Regions from separate parts of the Mus musculus genome. Here region 2 is linked to region 1. A link is a contact called in public HiChIP or PLAC-seq data. All regions are on one chromosome and are shown on one strand. Each heading gives the region's core, a stretch centred on a gene start, on an enhancer-like site or on the middle of the called end of the contact. The rest is flanking DNA. Distances are from core to core; before and after follow the strand shown.

Region 1 (2,846 bases), core at 93-2,592:
TGATCCTTGACACTGGCTGATTGCTTCTGCAGGCAGTCACTCCACTCATCTGCTCTTTTAGACACAGAAACTTATTGACGCTTTGTTATAGGTGGGATTATTTAATAGGCACTGTAATGTACTTTGGGTCACGCCACAGCAAGAGATGGATAGCGTGTGTGTCATCTCAAGGTACCACGAGCCTGGTTCATTTATTAGAAAGTTTCCAGGCCTGATTTTACTTAATGCTTTCTTTATTCATTAGTGTCCACTAATGAGCATCGCTGAAACCCATTACTTTCATCTTTTCTTTTCTTATATATTTATTTTTACGTGCATTGGTCTTTTGCCTGCCTGTGTGTGTGAAGGTGTTGGATCCCCGGAACTGGAGTTACAGACAGCTGTGAGCCGCCATGTGGGTGCTGGGAATTAAACTGGGGTCCTCTGGAAGAGCAGCCACTGCTCTTAACTGCCAAGCTGTCTCTCCAGCTCTGCATCTTTTGTTTTCTTGCACAGACTTCTCTTTGTAGCTCAGGCTAGCCTAGGATTCATGATCCTACTGCCTCTGCTTCCTGAGTGCTGGGATTGCGGGTGCTGGCTAGCATGAGAAAGTCCCCGGGGCTCATTTATTCTGCATGCACATGAATTATTGACAAATGAAACAATACAAGGCCTAGCATTTGCTGTGAAATGGTGAAGACAGGTAAGCAGGAGTGTGGGACTGGCTCTGGGATAAGAACTGGTGACCCTAGACATTGGCTATTAAAACTCATTATATGACTCCTTTTGTTGTTATATTGCTTTTTTTTTTTAAATATGTGTATGTTTGTGTCTTTGTGAGAGTATGTGCACTTGAGTTCAGGTCCTCTCTGAGGCTGCAGTCCTCAGATGACGCCGGAGCTGCCTGACATAAGTGTTGCAAACCAAACTTAACCATCGCGGAGCCATCTCTTCAGTCTGCTTGTTTTGTTTTTCTGAGCCTGTCTCATTTAGCCCGGGTGTCTCGAACTCATTATGTAGCTGAGGATGGCCTTGAACATGGGTCTGATCCAGGTATGTGCTACCATGCCAAGTTTGCCACCCACTCCCCTCCGCGTCCTGGTGTTTGAAAAGCTTTGTTTGAAGTCTTTCTGAAGGGGCAGCGGGTATTGGATGTTTTCCTTTCGTCCTCTAGATCTACTTTCTGCCGTTCCCTACCATGCCCTGTACCAGCGAGGCTGGCCCCCATGAACAGAATCAGTGGGCTCCAGTGCCCTCTGTTGGGTTTGAGAACTGGGCTGGAAACAAGGAGTCTGAGGCCCTGCACTGTAGTTTTCCAAGGCCTCTTGCTGAGAGTCCTGGGAACCGCCCGCCTGAGGCAGCCAACCACTGCTTTAGCTACAGCAGCGCCGCTCCCACGCTGCTACCGCCTCTTGCCACGCGGGGCTGCCCTAGCCGAGTGACTTCCCTATGTCCTGCCACACTTTCGGGAACAATCCTTCATTAAATTCTTAAATTGCCCAGGTGGAGTGTGTCATCTGTTTCTTGCTGGGTCCTGTCTGCTACCAGAAGGCGATTAGCAGCAAAAGGACCAGATCAAGGCCAAGAGCCCCGAAAGAGGCAGGGGGAGGAGGTACTGAAGAGCGAGGAATGGCTACGGGGGACAGAGGTGATAAGCGAAGTATGTGATGGGGTCGGTGTCTCAAACAACCCTAGTGAACAGAGTAAACAGCTCTGTTAGCGCTGATGTATCTATCCCTTTGGAATCCCCGGCCTGCTGGAGGGGGCGCAGACCTGCAAGACAGGCTCCGCTAGGTTCTTTGAATGCCCGGCTTTCCCAGATGCTTGGGGTCTGGCAGTTAGCCAGTGCCTCCGAATCTTCCCTCCTGGGGGTGACCTTCAGCTGCCATCAGGGGCCCTGGGGGCGCAACAGGAGAGCCTTGGTGACCTCTGGGGAAAAAAGCAGCCCCTAAATCCTGTCCAGCTCTCTTGGGGTGGGAAAGTTAAGGGGTGACTCCTCTAAAAGCTAGTGACGCCCCTGCAAAATCCGTAGGACGGCTGGGGTGGGAGGAGGTTGGGCACCAGGCTTGGTACTCCAGTTAATACTGGGAAGAAGTGCTAGAACGATCTCTTGGTTTCTGAGCTCTACTGCTCCACAGCCTCTTTAAATGTTTTCATTTAAAACACATTCATTGGAGGCTGGAGAGATGGCTCAGCAGTTGAGAGTGTGTCCTGCTCTGGCAGAGGACCTGAGTTCAGTTCCAAACACCCTGATCACGTTGCTCACAACTGTCAGTAAGTCCAGCCCAGGGAGATACGATGTGGCTGTACAAACACACATGCACATGGTTTTAAAAACCCTTAGAAATAAATACATGTAAACAATAGTTTATATAATTGATAGTTCAATGTGATTCAAAAACAAAATATATAGGGGAGGAAGCCACAGCTCAGTTAACGGAGCACTTACTTAGCAGCCCAAAGCACAGACCCAGTGTGATAACTCAGGCCTTTAGTCCTAAGCACTTAGGACGCTCATGAGTTCAAGGTCATCTTCAGCTACACGGTTTGAGGCTGGCCTGGAATACAGTAGACTCTAGCCCAAAAATAAAAGTAAAATAAACTAAAAATGTATCCACAAACACTAGTGAGAGGCTCTGTCCCTCATCTTCTCTAGTCCCCATTCTCTCCAGGCAGGCAGCCATTGTGGGCCTTCCAGGAGGGTTAATTCAAGAACGAGCAAAACCAAGCCTGGACCCTCGGTTTTCTCCTTTTACCATTGTGGGTGCTTTGTTTTTCCTTAAAAAATGTATTGAAATCGTTCCAAGTTGATTCATATAGAACTTCTTCATCATGTCCTCAGGAGTATTCAATTGTACACAATGTAT
Region 2 (2,934 bases), core at 65-2,564, 110 kb before region 1:
CTGAAATGTGAACTCTAACCCCCATGATGATATCCAAAATAAATATGCTGCTTTATAACCTGTTTCTAAATTAGATCTTTTATTGATTCTTTGTGAATTTCACATTATACACCCCAATCCCACACATTTCCCTGTCCCCTCATACCTACCTCAAACACATATTTGTTGATAGACTAGTTTCTTTTCTTGGAGGCTGGTGCTGAGGAATTGAGTCCACATGTTTAACCACTGAACTACTACACACATAGTCCTTGCATGGTTTTTGTTTTCTGTTTTAAAATATCTTATGTACAGGATGGAGAGATGGCTCAGTATTTAAGAGTCTGTACTGATCTTGCAGAGAACCTGAGTTCACGTCCTAGCATATAGGTTGGGAAGCTCTAACAGCCCATAACTCTAGTTTCAGGGGTAATTTGTGGCTTCTAGCTTCTAAGGGTTCTATGTGTTCACAAACACATACACACATGCACGCATACATACATAATTTAAAACAACAAAATAAAAAATTTAAATCTTACTATACACATGTGTATATGTATATGGGGTGGGGCAGGCACATGAGTGTCACAGCATGTGTGTGGAGGTCATAGGACGACTTGTGGGAGTGGAGTCTCCTTTTTTATTTTACCCTGTGTGTTCTGGGGATCAAACTCAGGTGGTCAGGTTTGGTAGCAAGCACTTTACCCACTGAGCGGTTTCATGGGCCCCTACATGTATCTTAAATGTAAATGGCATGTTGAATTTGGAGCCTGTTTTCTTAGAAATACTTGAAAAGTCAAAAGTGAACAAGAGCACTAAATCGTCTATCAGATTCCGCCAGCATGTTTCCCATGTCTTCAGGCCCAGTTCTCTACTTGGTAGCCGTGATTTTTCTCTCTAATAGGGTTTGGAACTCTGAATGGCTCTTGAGTCCTAGCCTGCGTGATCAAAATGAATGACAATACCCTACTATCATAGCTGAGTCCTGCTTTAATCATTCTTGCAGAACCTCTTCACATTCCAAGACAATGCAAAATGCAGATAGAAACAGCAGAGTTAATGTTTAATCCTCCAGTGTGCGCATTCTTTTGTTTGTATTAAGCTCTATGGACCCTATCAGCAAAGGAGATTCAGTAACACGCACACTGGAAGAACTGAACATTACCAACAAACAACTGCGTGGTGCTTGAAGCAAAGGCATGACGAGTATTCTTGTACGGAATCTTTTACCCACCCATTTACTTAGCACAGTAAATGGTCATATGTCCATCTCTGCAGCTTGTGGGAGAGGAACAGAACTTACTTGTGCACCTCAGCAAGCCTAAAAGAGGCGTATTCCCCTCCCCCACTCTTTGCAAAGTCCATGGTCACAGGACTCTTGAAAAGCCTCCCAGCAGCAGATAGTGTTATTTATTTATTCATCTGGAAAATAACCAGAGCCCATTTTTCATGAATGATTTGCTCCCCCCCCCACCCCCCGCGATGTTTCTGAAAATAGACAGTTCAATATATTAGTCGTGTAATCCTAGGACTGCACAAGATACATTGTTAAGGGTCCTCTCAACAGAATATTCCGCATCTGTATTTAATAACACCAGGAATAGATAGTCTTCCTTCATATCTTATATGCAAGTTGGTATTATTATTATTATTATTTTGCCAGTAGTTGGAGATGAAGTCCAAGCTATTGAGCTCTGTCACTGACCTCCACCTCAAGCCTTTGTTTTTATTTTTCTCGGGGACAAGGTCCCACAATATACCTTGAATCCACACATCCACTTGCCTCTGCACCCCAAGTACTGGGATCACAGGTGTAGGCCACACCACACCCAACACTTGATCTCATTTCTTCTTCCTTGTGTGTGTTTTCTCCTTTTCCCAATACCAGTGGCCAATGACTCTCTAGTACCCAGGCTTACATTGCTAGGGCAGGCCTGAGGTTGGCAGTAAAAATTAAGTGCCTGTGTGTGCTCCTTAAAATGCAGTCCCAGGAGAGCTTGACAGTCTACATTTCTAATACACTAGAGGTGATGGATGCTTTGCTGTTCATCTGAGGACCACATGTTGATGGCAAGGGTGCCTACCCTATAAACTCAGAGAGGATAAAACATTTACAGCCCTGACTCAAAGTGCAAAAGCAATAAGGAAAAATATTTGATAAACTTGGTTGCAGTAAAATAACCCATTGCATGCAGAAATGTCTGCAATAGGACAAAAAGAAAAGGAGAAACATAGTCCCAGCTTGTATCATGAAGGGTTACCATCCCCAGTACATGAGAGGCTTTTGAAAATGGAAAAGACTAATCATCCCAGGAAAGGGTCTAATGGTAGGAGAAATAAGTTGAAGCAAAAGAAATGCAAATGGTTCTGAGCCTTGTAGAAAGTCTTCAATCTTATTCACAGTAAAAGAAATGCAAATTCAAGCTTCATTGAGACGTCTCTTTCTTACCAAGTTAAAAGACTCCAAAAGTTTCACAACTTTCCCTATTGGTATTTCCTTTTCTTAGGAATTTATTTCAAGGGTGCATTATGAAAACATAAAAACACAAATCTACATATTCCAGCATTCAGCATAGAAACAAAACCCTGGCAATAACCTTCTTCCTGACTGGAGACTTAGTCGAATGAATTCTGATACATCTATTCAATAGGCCATTTAAGTATAAAGGGGGATAAAGAATATTTCTATGCATGCATTGTTGTGAAAAATTCTCTGGGATAGAATGTTAAGCATACACCAAAAAAAAAAAGCAGCAAGGCAGGAAAATAAAAGGATGGAATTTACTAGTTTAGTAAGCAAGGGAACACACATAAAGCAGACATGGTGGTACATTTTCATCACAACACTGTGACTATGGAGGCAGGAGAATGTGGGGATTCAAGGTTATACAGTGAGACTATACAGTGAGGCTATACAGTGAGACCCCGTTGTTCCCCTGCCCCCAAAAGAACCAC

What was found. HiChIP or PLAC-seq counts read pairs in DNA pulled down with a chosen protein or histone mark.
Region 2: an H3K27ac HiChIP or PLAC-seq map of extraembryonic endoderm stem cells shows a contact between it and region 1, with 3 times the contacts expected there. The contact joins two enhancer-like sites. A contact is called at or near these places in 1 of 15 datasets of contacts at CTCF or cohesin (embryonic stem cells), 16 of 484 Hi-C or Micro-C datasets (the AML12 cell line, cerebral cortex, embryonic fibroblasts and 6 more), 9 of 115 datasets of contacts at active chromatin or transcription factors (embryonic stem cells, extraembryonic endoderm stem cells and trophoblast stem cells) and 1 of 9 other capture datasets (embryonic stem cells).

What each region holds. Positions count from the first base shown.
Region 1 is chrX:12,915,812-12,918,657 of GRCm38.p6, reverse strand. No RefSeq gene overlaps it. Among named protein-coding and RNA genes, the nearest start is that of AA414768, 20 kb to the left of the region's middle. Within about 2 kb of position 1,342, at least 38 of the 459 cell types and tissues checked have an H3K27ac peak or open chromatin away from gene starts, as enhancers often do. A contact at or near this core is called in extraembryonic endoderm stem cells, where this site is marked.
Region 2 is chrX:13,023,866-13,026,799 of GRCm38.p6, reverse strand. No RefSeq gene overlaps it. Among named protein-coding and RNA genes, the nearest start is that of 5730405O15Rik, 17 kb to the left of the region's middle. Within about 2 kb of position 1,314, at least 10 of the 459 cell types and tissues checked have an H3K27ac peak or open chromatin away from gene starts, as enhancers often do. A contact at or near this core is called in extraembryonic endoderm stem cells, where this site is marked.